Linked DNA regions of Sus scrofa: region 2 is linked to region 1. A link is a contact called in public HiChIP or PLAC-seq data. All regions are on one chromosome and are shown on one strand. Each heading gives the region's core, a stretch centred on a gene start, on an enhancer-like site or on the middle of the called end of the contact. The rest is flanking DNA. Distances are from core to core; before and after follow the strand shown.

Region 1 (5,545 bases), core at 258-2,757:
TTCACATCCATGTACAAATTCGATACACCACAAAACTGCTAAATTCTCCAACTACAACCTCAATTTACATCCACACTGTCTAAATGAGTACAAATAAAATACTGGCAAGACATCAAGTCATTAAAAGGGAAAAAAGGTTGGAAAAAACTAAGTGACAGCTGTATTAACTTGATTTTTAACAATCTATTAAAAAGACTCAATAATCCCTGAACAGTATTTAAAAATCTGTAAACTGAGGGTGGGGTTGTTTAGATTCTCAGTTGAAATTGCTTTTAAAGGCTTAGGTGTTACAAACCAATGCTGTCCACCAACTGAGGTTAACATCGAAGGGGGCTCAAAACTTCTCGGAGTGGCCCCGAGGAAAAACAACACGAAACTTTAGAACTTGCCACGGTCCTGGGCGTCAGTCAATTTCGATTTCCCAGACTTCTACTTAGGAGACACTCTCAACCCCTTCCCCAACCCCTTTATGAACACCTACCCTCTGGTCAACCGAATAATATCCCCCGGCTGAATGAGACCTCCGATTTCATCCCACACGGAAATAGTGATGCTGCCCGTTTTATCTGCTACTTTGCATGATCTCACTTCATGGCCGTCTTTGGTTTTGGTCACGCGTCCTGTGGGGATTTAAAAAATCAAAAGGGGGAGGGGTGTATTAGAAAATGAGTACTTCCAAAAAGCTAACTCCTCCTCCGGGATCAAAAGGCGTCTGAAAGGTGGGAAGAGATCGAGCCCCGGGTTCTCGCCCGCAGGTAGGCTACAGCCCCAGCAGGGGCCAACGGAGCCACGTGGATGGGGGAGGGGAGAGAGAAGGTAGGGAAGGGGGAGGGGAGCCCCCGGCTAGCGGCGGCAGCGCCCTTCCCTCTGGCCCCGGGACGCACTGCGGGCGGCGGTGTGGGCTGTGGACCCCACTTACCTATCTCCAAGACAATAAAGACGACATTTAAGTTTTTCAGTCCGGGCTTAATATCTTTTATAAAAAGAGGGGGGTCGTTGACCCCGTTCATAATGAGGCAGGTGCGGCTACGATGCGGAGACTCGAGTGGGCAGGGAGCCGGACAAAGCTTCCCACCACCCCCCTGGGCCAGGTGCGAGGGCGGAGGGGCGACCTTGGGCGAGGATGGCAAGAGAAGGGGCAGAAAGAGGTTAGTCAGGGACGGAGGAAACCAGCTCAGAAGACACTGAGCCGAAAAAAACTGGGGGAAAAAAGCGCTGACAAGTTTAAAAGAAAAAAACACGAACCACTCCGCACCCCGACCCCGCTCCCAACCAGGCGACAGGAAGGCAAGCGTGAGAACTGCCCCTTCTTTGGATAAAAGGAAGAAAAAAAGGCAGCGAGAAGATGCCTCTGCCCTGAGTCCTCTCACACACACACACACACATACACACACACACACAGGGGCGCGTGCCCAGCCTGTCCCGAGCTCCAGGGAGGGAACAGGCTTTGACTGCGAAGCCAGAGCAGAGACCAAGCTTCCGCGCACCCAGCGTCCCAAACAGCGACTGCAGAATGCGCCCGCGCACCGGCTGGACCCCCGCGTCGCCCCGCCCCCTTGTTACGACACACGGCGTCGGGCACGCCCGACGCTCCGCCCTCTAGGCTCTGGAAAGGGGCAGCCAAGGGGCGGAAACAAGCAGACGACGCCCGCTCAGCCTCCTTAGCTCCTCCCCTGGGCTGTCAGTGCGGACCCCGCCCTCTCAGCCGTCCAATCGGCTCTGAACTCCGACCCATTCTCCTCCTGCTTCCGCCGTCGCCGCGCGGCGTCTATTTTGCCCTGCCTAGTCTTCCTTTTTCAGGCTTCTACTACTCACTGTCCAGTTTCTGGTTTTCTTGCATATTGTCCCTCAGATTTCAGTCCTTCGCCCCTGCTTTTTAGTTTCGCGGTCAAGGAGAACGGTTGCTGTGTTTTAGAACGCAGTGGGTACGTCAAAAAGTATGCAGGAGAGGAAGAACAAGGTTCAAGCAAGTGTGGCTGGTCTGGTTGAAAGAAAATAAAAGGTAGGGATGGGTCCTTAGCAGCGAGGCTGGAATTTTAAGACCAGAGGGCAAAAGAGTTCCACTCTACTGCCTCATTTTAAGCTTATTGAGAGCAGGAACTGTGAGGTGGCTTGCTGAAGGTCACTCAGCAACTTTATGAGCAAGCAGGACACAAACACAAGTGACCTAGCCTTGGTGCTTTTCACTCTGTAATACTAGGCAGATAAACAAGAAGTTAAATTCCTTTGCAAACTTAACTATTTTTTCTTGCTCCTCTCAGATTACACTCCCCATTTTGCTTTTCTTCTCTACGTTCATTTTATTAATAGTCTGTTTTTAGAGCAGTTTTATGTCTACAGCAAAACTAAGAGAGGAAGGTACAGAAATTTCCCATATGCTCTCTATCCCCACACATGCGTGACCTCTTCCCATTATCAATGTCTCCCCCAGAGTGGTATGTTTGTTACAGTTGATGAACAACATTAACATATTATTATGCAAAATCCTTAGTTTACCTTAGGGTTTGTTCTTGGTATTGTACATTTTATGGTTTTGGACAAATGTATAATGATACGTATGCAAAATTAATAGTATTATACAGAGTAGTTTCATTGCCCTAAAAATCTTGTGCGCCACCTATTCATCCTTCCCTTACCCCTCATCCTTGGCAACCACTAATATTTTTAGGCTTCATTTTCCAGTATGTCACATAGTTGAAATCATACAGTATGTAGCCTTTCATAATGGCTTTTTTCACTTAGAAATGTGCATTTACATTTCCTCCCTGTTTTTTTCATGAGCTATCAAGTTTTGTATTTGTTTTTGTACATCCGAAACAATCATATAACAACAGTGGGAAACCCTGAAACATAAGCTGAGGTGGGGGAAAGTTTTATTTATGTGGTGTAGTGAGAAACGCATGTAGTTTAGAAACAAACCTGGGCTTGAACTATTTACTAGCTATGTGACCTTTAGGACAGTTGATTACATTTTCTAGTCATAATTTAATCATACAAAAATAAAAGGATTCCTACCTTACTTACAGAGGATTACATGGGCTCATAAATTGTCCAGCTAGTCCCTAGCAAATAGTAGGTACTCAATAAATATTTCCCCTCGCCTAGTTTCTATGATTAAAGAAAAGGAAACAATAATAGCTTAAGATGTGATTACTTATTCATTTCATCAATCCTGTTGTGACTGCTAACTTTTATCTCCATTTTACAGACGGTAAATAAAATTCACCAGAGACCACATAGCCAGAGAAGGACAAGCTGGGTTTTGAATCTAGGCAATCTTGACCCCAGAGCCCTCCAGCCTAAAGGTAACTCTTAGACTAAAATTGCAGTGGTGGAATTATGAGTCAAAAACAGACTAAAGAAATAAAGTATTAGCAGCAAGATATATCCGTAAGGCTTTAGAGAATCACCTAATTAACTCTCTGAGATGGTAACAGATATGTTGAGAAGTGTATCAGAGAATTTGTGTGGCAGAAAACTTAATTTTTCCTTGAAGCTTTCTGAATATTTTTAGTTCAACCAGACCAATTCCCAAACATCTGCAAAGCAGCAGCTTAGATACATTACAGCACAAGAAATGAGTTTCAAAGATAATTACAACATTAGCAGGAGAAGCAAGACATTCTTGAAGAAGCAGAACCTTGCAATTCATGGACAAATAAGGTCCAGAGTGCCAGAGATATTGATGTAATGCTAGAAAATGGTGTAAAATAATATTACAAGTATGATTTCAGCATAAAATAAAATAAAGGATGAAACATGTCAGTTAATGGCAGAACCAATGCAGTCTCAGGGCTCCCAAAGGCTCCCAATATGCATCAGAAGCTCTCATTCTATCATGATTATCTGATGTGACTTGAGGCTTCAACTGGATTTCCCTCAAGCTATATTCTTCAACACAGACAAAAAAACATTCTCACAGAAGCAGTACTTAAATCAGACTCTCTCTTTTTTTTTTTTTTGAGATTTTAGAAAATCTTTAAAATATTACCAATTAATTAACAACATTCAGCAGAATTGTGGCCAAGAGTTTGGGCAAAGAAAGTTAGTCACTCCCTGAACCCTAGGTCATTTGTTCCCAGAAAAGGTGTTAGGTAGGACTGCTCAAACCAATTTTATTGACATAAAGAGGAACCAGATAGTTGGGAAAGCAGTCCCACGAAAGCAGAAGCTGGTGTTCAGAGGAACAGCCCAGCCCTGCCCTTCCCCCACAGAACAGAATTCAGCCAAACACCTCTCACTTCCTTCCCTACTAACTCAGCAGTTCTCAGAAAGGAAATGGCAACAAGTGCTTTCTAATTTGCCAAAACTAAAGGCAGTCTTGAGAAACAAGATGGTGTGGGCAGTGCAGGAACTCTTCAATCCACATCAGTTGGTTCCAACTACCCCAGAGCACTCCTCAAGGGTGGTGATTAAAAAAAAAAAAAGAAAGAAAGAAAGGAGATGTCTAGGAAAGCAAATATTGCCACCAAGATAATCTTTCCTAATATTATCATTCAGTCAAACAAAGATCCATCACTCTGCCCAGCCAGTTAGATCATATAGTTTACCTTGTTGATTCTTTACTATATTCCCAAGATTACTTCATGGTCTTCCTTCCTTGTTCTATGGGTTTTCTTCATTTTTGTAGCACAAACATAAACTTATTCTGAAATGATGAGAGGTTTGTACCCAGACCCTCAACAACACTGCTCTGTGTAAAGAAGATAATTCTTGGTGAGGTTCAATACAATACAGAAGAGCATCCATGAGACTCTCATGCATAAGTTTGCCCACTACCTTGCCTTTGCTCATTACTGGGTTCTGGTTTCTAGGACCCCGAAGGTCATTTTCACTTTCTTTGTGAAATCCATCTATTTAAAACTATTATAACATCAATAAAATACCTGGCCAAGTACTGTTTGATATCAGACATCTTATGAGGTTAAACTGACAATAAAAAAAATTAATCAGAACTACAGTGTTCTCACATTACAGAGATAATCCACTTTGTAGCATAATTGGCCAGGTCATAAAAAAAAAAATCTTTTCTTAATCTTCTTAAAAAGATTTAACCAGAAGCCTCATAAATAGTGTTTAGTAATATTTACAACCACACAAATCATTCTTATAATGATAAATGCTAACACACACTGAGCATTTGCTATGTGCCAGGTATTTTATACTTATTTATATGTTACTTAATATTTAATTCATGTGAAGTGAATTTTATCATTTTATACTAAGTTATGAAGCTGGGATTTAAAACCAGTTCTCTGTTATATACAATGACCTTTTCTACCAAACAGGTTATTTTTCCTAAAAAGCGCATTTCTTTGGTTATCTAAGTGGGTAATTGGATTTTTTTTGAAGGTTCGTAGTTCAAAATGATAAATGCAGAAACATTTTATCTAATCTGCAGTGTGTAATTGTGTGGGGAAAGTTAAGTTGTCTTGTGAGGAATAACTTTGTAGTTTCCCTTGGGAAGAAATTCAGCCTTAAATGGGTTAATTCAACTCAACTATGTTATCTTTTTAATGACAGAATGAATGACTTTGGCTTCTGT
Region 2 (6,253 bases), core at 1,098-3,597, 180 kb before region 1:
AGGAGAAGTGTGGCTTTCCTATTAGGGAGATCAGAGGGACAGTCGCTGCAGGCTTAGAGACTGAGGACAGAGAAATTGCAGCATTCTAGTCTTCCTAGTTAAGGAGACAGAGATGTGACTGAAACCATCTCAGATTCCATTACAGCTGCATGACCGAGCCCAGCAAGGATGACCCATTCGAGCTGAGCCCTGCCTAGCCAATCCCAGAATCATGAGTAAATAAAATTCATGATTATTGTTTTCAGCTACTGAATTTCAGGCTGGTTTGTTACACAGTGATACAGTAACAGACAACTCTTATGAAACTTATGTTATTCAAAATTAATTTTAAAAAATGACACACCCAAACCTTTCTTCCTGTTTAAAAAACTAGCTTCTCCCCTTTTCCCACCTCATGTCTTTAATGTCCCTATTCATATAACTGATTATATAATATCCAACAATGAAATGCAAAATCAGTGCAAATCAATGCAAAATCAGGGCAAAGTGATTATAGTGTGAAATTGCAAATCTTTCAAAACATGTAAGAAATCATGAAGTTGATGAAGGTAACATTAGAAAAGTCCTTGAATCATGGGCAACTCTTCTGGGAAATGAGAATTTGCAGCTGGAATAGTTAACATTTGAAGAAGAAAGAAATCCACACAGATGATGGCACAATAAGTGCCTCAAAAGGGAATGATTAGAATGTCAAAATTTAGGAAATGCTCTTGGAAAACTGATGAAGCCCTCAAATATTTTTGAGTAATGACCCTCTTCATGATTTGCCCACTGAAGTCAAATGTAAAAAGGGTATTGTGTCATGATGCCATATAATTTTGTTAGAAAATTATGCGTCTCAAAATCAACACTTGATTCATCCTTTAATGTTTAACACATCAGTTGCCAACTAAATTTGTTAAATATAAGGTAAATCAATTTTAATAATTGTTTTAAACTTTTTAAAAGGTAATGTCTCAACCAAATATTTTACTTTTTCTCCCTATTTTTAAAAGATTCACTTTAAGTGGGTTTGGGGGTGCCGATAATCTGGGGAAAATACATTTCCCTAAATAGCAGGCATACACACTGAGGGCAGGGTCTTGGATCAAGTTTTATTAGTACCCTCTAGACAGTTCATCAAGCACAGAACTAGTAGAAAGTGGGGAATCACAAATTCAATAAATGTGACAACAAATGACCTCCTGATTGATTGGCTTACATGCAGATTTTGCCATTGACGAATGGCACTTTTTCCATTATCAATCTATGACCCAATATGAGCTGACATTTGTTCTACTCAAACCTGTTCATAGAAGGCCTATTACAAACTTCCTGCTGAAAGCACTTTCAAAGGCTGGATACATTTAAAACCAATTCAAGCATGTAAAGTCATTTGAGGAAATAAGCCCCAAGTCCCAAGGGCTCAGCTGAGGAGGACCACGTTTTAGAACAGGTGTGCCACTTCACTGGGCAGAAATTTGGAAATGTCAAACATTTAGAAACACTTCAGAAACTCCAGCTCAACCTGCCTGAGAGTCACACTTCTGGACTCGTGTCAATAAATGCCTTGCAGAGATGGGCATCTGGAAAAAACTCTCTCAGCCCTGATTCAAAATTAGTTAAATCATCATTTGTAAGTTCTTAAAGAGACCACACTTTTTTTTTTTTGACTTTTACATTTCAATTTTACTTCCCATTAAGAAAGTATATATTTTTTTAAAAAGTGGTCAATCAAAAAGTTTCCTTCTGAAGCTCCTGCTGTGGCACAACAAGATCTGGGGCGTTTTGGGAGTGTTGGGACATGGGTTCAATCCCCGGCCCCACACAGTGGGTCAAGGATCCCATGTTGCCACAGCTGCAGGTTAGGTCTCCAGGGAAGCTCCGACCTGATCCCTGGCCTGGGAGCTCCATATGCCGCAGGGCAGCCAAAAATGAAGAGAGAAAAAGAAAAGGTTCCATCTATTACATGACAACAGTCCATAACAGCATTGCATGTTTTAACACCCCTGACTCTCAGTGTCTTTCATCTTATCTTGCATCATTAATTGCACATGTAAGAACTGGGCTGTATTCCTTGTCATTATCACAGTTACTTCTATCCTTTTGGAAATTAAAAACCAACACTACAAGCCTGACTCCAAGTTTCCGTCCAGTAGGAGACCAGGCGTTCTGCAGCCCCTCAGTCTGTTCTAGGGCAAAGGCAAACAATACTTTCCATTACAATAACTTGTATCCAGGAAAAATAACAGGCACTCTGTGGCATAGGCAGCATAGCAGCCAGAGAAAAGTTTACTAGCTTTAGCCAATTGGAGGCTGTGGAGCTGGGCCAAATTAGCATGTTTTTCTCCGCCTCTAGATGAAGTCATGAGTGAAATATGACATTGAACTTATTTTTAAAAGGGAAGAGGCAGCAGGAAAGTAAAGCTAAACCTACAGGAAAGTGCCCTGTGCCGAGGAGAACGTGGTGAGGAAGTGTGTGCAAGCCTCTGAACCCTGAGTGGTTCTCAGTTCTGTATCCTTCACCTCCCACTGGGTGGAGTAGGTCTTTTAAGAGCAGCTGGAATGCAGTTCCCCTGATCAGTGTAGCCAGTTGTTGCCTGTCGGAACTTCTGCCAGTTCTAGAGAGCCTGCTCCAAGCTCAAACCAGAGGGCCAAGCTCCGCACCCCTCACCGCCATCCTTCTCGCGGGAGCCAGAAGAAAGTTTCCACCTGCCCAGCCATGGGGGAGGACGCTGCACAAGCCGAAAAGTTCCAGCACCTAGGTCTTGACATGCCACAGGCGAAGCCAGCCAGCTCCAGCCCTGTACCCTCCTCCACACCGAGCCCCAGTCTCAACCCGGGGAGCACTGAGGAGGCCATCCGGGACAACTCGCAGGTGAACGCTGTCACGGTGCTCACGCTCCTGGACAAGCTCGTGAACATGCTGGACGCCGTGCAGGAGAACCAGCACAAGATGGAGCAGCGGCAGATCAGCCTGGAAGGCTCGGTGAAGGGCATCCAGAACGACCTCACCAAGCTCTCCAAGTACCAGGCCTCCACCAGCAATACCGTGAGCAAGCTGCTGGAGAAGTCCCGTAAGGTCAGTGCCCACACGCGCGCGGTCAAGGAACGCATGGAGAGGCAGTGCGCGCAGGTGAAGCGTCTGGAGAACAACCACGCCCAGCTCCTCAGACGTAACCACTTCAAAGTGCTCATCTTCCAGGTCAGTGCCCCCCGTTCTGCTTCCACCCAGCTGGGACTCCTCCGCATCCATGATCTCAGCCTGCCTGGCTCTCACGGCCGTTTGTACATCTGTCCTGCCTGTCAGGGATCACACACACAAGGCATTGTCCCCATTGCCTGCAGCAGGCGCATGTGAAATCTGCACACAGGGCTCAGAATTTCCCAGGTCACTGCAGCCTAAACGCAAGGCAGGTGCCTCAGAAGTTAGCAGGTCGGGGTTATTTGTCAGGAGCACCTGGCTGTACTCCATACAGGTTGGGAAGGTGAGCAGGTGCAGGTACCCTAGTCAAATTCATTTGTCACTTTGCATTGTGAACCTGGGGCTCTGACCGCAGCTGTGAGCTGGACAGGGCAAATTAATTCAGTGGCTGTTTATTAACTCTTTGTGGAAATGAGGAAATCATGTGAGTTCTGGGGTTTGTTTTTTAATCAAAAAGTCAAATTCATTACTTTTTAAAACATCCCTTTGTCCAAAGGTCACCGATGCTTTGGGGACTAACCAAGTATTGAAGATTGATCCCATTAAAGATGAACTAGACCCCTCCTTCTAAAACTCTTCTGGTCAAAGCAATCTTGAGTTCTTTCCTGGCAAATGATGTACGAAAACTATAAAGCATAACTCTACAAACACACTAGATATGCTTCTCATTGCTCAGAGAGACCACAACTGTAAAGTGAAACAATGGCAGTGTTATCAGTTACAGTTACAAAGGCTAGTCTTGAAGATTTTCTCCTTCAAATGGCTGCCTTGGCACAAAAAGGCCACTTAATTTTTTTAATGCATCAATGATGCAATTAATGTAGCAAGAGGCTATTTGGGGACAGGGAGATTGCGTGGGGCTGTTGTTCCGCCAAGTGGTGGGCATTTGTGAATCCAAGGGGAGCCCTGCCTTAATGCTAGAAGCCCTTCCGCCCAGTGGAACCCAGCCAGCACACAGCCCAGGAAGCAATTGCCATCCCTGCCCCAGGGCTGTCTCGTTGTGACCATGTGAATAGGAGAGGATTTCAAAGCCATGGAGGGGAGAGGCTTTAACCAACTGTTTGATTGTGTAAGGCACACAAGAAGAGCCTTCATCTCCCAAAAGAGATTTAGAAATTGGAATTTAAACCGAGGGAGCCTTCTTTTTCTAAATGAATCTGCTCTGCCAAGTTAGAACCTAAGCCCCCTTTCTCCATAAAAGGAAAGACTCATCTCGCTGCTTTTTTGTCCTCCCCAAATTGCACTTGATGTTGTAAAGCTTCAGGCAGCTGATGTCCTCCTATACCTTGCAGGCTTTTGCAGTCCGGAAATTTTTCAGCTTTTAATGCAAATGGAATAGCTTTTCATGCTCCAGATGAACTGCGCCTTTCTTAAGCCATATAAGATCCTTACTTTATTAGCCTAAAAGATATTATAAATCTCAACTCTCAAGGCATTTCTAAATTAAATACTGATCTCCAAACAAAACCAAACACGTACAGACCTGTTTAAATCTGAGTCATCAAAGGAAATTTCTCTCCTGCCAGTATGAATCAGAGAGATTATCTCTTGTCCTACCCCTCAGTTGAGGAAAAACAAAAAATTATTTATCTAGTACAGGAAATCACAATTTGTTGGGATCAGTTTTTGTTTTGTTTTGCCAGGGATTTCTGTAGGTGTTGGGAGGAGGGATGGAGAAGATTCGTGACTAAAAATTTCAAGAGAACTATAATCTGACATTTAAAAGAAACAGCTGTTGGGAACTTAAAGGCACGAGCTGCTGGCGAAACCCTGCCATGGTCTCCTGTTTTGTCACATTGGACTGACAGGTGTCAATTTGCAGCCAGAAATGGTAGGCATTCTCTGTTATGAGAAAAAGGTGAAAGGGGCGCAAGACCAAGGTGGAAGCTGAAAGATTTCAAAGCATTGTGTTCAGGCTCTACTCAGGGCCTCTTCCCAAGCAGCCCCCAAGGTCTTTTTATTAAACAGCAGTTTAGGAGACAAAGAACTATAGGCAAGGATCTGGGCCTTTCTTAAGCCATGTAAAATCTTTTATTAGCCTAAAGGATATTAGAAATCTCAACTCTCAAGACATTGCAAGATGGCTATTTTTAAAAAACAAATAGAAGTTAAGTCCCTCAGTGGAAAAGTTCCTCTTTCTCTTGATTCTTTTTAAAATAGGGGTTTCTAGGGTAGTAACTATGCCAATGGATAATATAATAATTTGTGTAAGAGAGGAGTCCAGTATAGGGGTTGAGAAGATAAATTCTGTCATACAGACACTGGTTCAAATCCTCGTTTCACCACTTGTCAACTATGTGATTTTGTGCACATTTTCTAGCTTTTCTAAGCTTCTGTTTCCTTACTTGTACCCTGAGGCTATTAATAACAGCAAATTTTTTTGAGCTCTTAACAAGCCCTGCATACTCAGCGAAGCATCTTTCTGTGGTTTATTTAAATTGCCCCAATGTACAGATGAGGATGCTGAGATTCAGAGATGCTTACATCTTTTATTCTTTTTTTCATTAAAATACAGTTAATTTACAACCATGTACCAATTTCTGCCAGGACATATATATATATATATATATATATATATATATATATTCCCTTTCTTATACTATCTTCCATCATGTTCTATCCCAAGAGACTGGATAGTGTTCCCTGTGCTGTACAGTAGCACCTCACTGCTTATCCAATCTAAATGTCCTAACTGTTTGCATATACTAACCCCAAACTCCCCATCCATCCCGCTCCGTCCCCCTTCCCCTTGGCAACCACAAGTCTGTTCTCCATGTCTGTGAGTCTGTTTTTGTTTTGTAGATAGGTTCATTTGTGCCATATTTTAGATTCCATATTTGCGATGTCTTCAGAGATGTTTATATCATGTCTGAAGCTATTCATTAAGCAAGTGGTAAAGCTGAGATTTGAACTCATATTTAATTGATTTCAAAGTGTGTCCTCTTAAACATTAATGGTTCCTCCCTTGTATCTCTCTCATGGGGTGAGGAATAAGTGGAACAACATATTTAAAAGGTTTAGTGGCTGTAAGAGCTCCAAGAATGGAAGCTCTTCCTGGCTGGATCTGAA

The links. HiChIP or PLAC-seq counts read pairs in DNA pulled down with a chosen protein or histone mark.
Region 2: an H3K27ac HiChIP or PLAC-seq map of skeletal muscle shows a contact between it and region 1. The contact joins the promoter of CAVIN2 here to the promoter of NABP1 in region 1.

What each region holds. Positions count from the first base shown.
Region 1 is chr15:96,309,846-96,315,390 of Sscrofa11.1, reverse strand. NABP1 (nucleic acid binding protein 1) reads right to left here and starts at 1,507. Exons shown (of 6, transcript NM_001244491.1): 1 at 920-1,507; 2 at 482-620. The coding sequence starts at 1,010. It overlaps LOC100516649 (a long non-coding RNA gene), which reads left to right and starts at 1,642. Exons shown (of 4, transcript XR_002339369.1): 1 at 1,642-2,002; 2 at 3,209-3,305.
Region 2 is chr15:96,486,325-96,492,577 of Sscrofa11.1, reverse strand. CAVIN2 (serum deprivation-response protein) reads left to right here and starts at 2,347. Exons shown (of 2, transcript XM_005652440.3): 1 at 2,347-3,184. The coding sequence starts at 2,702.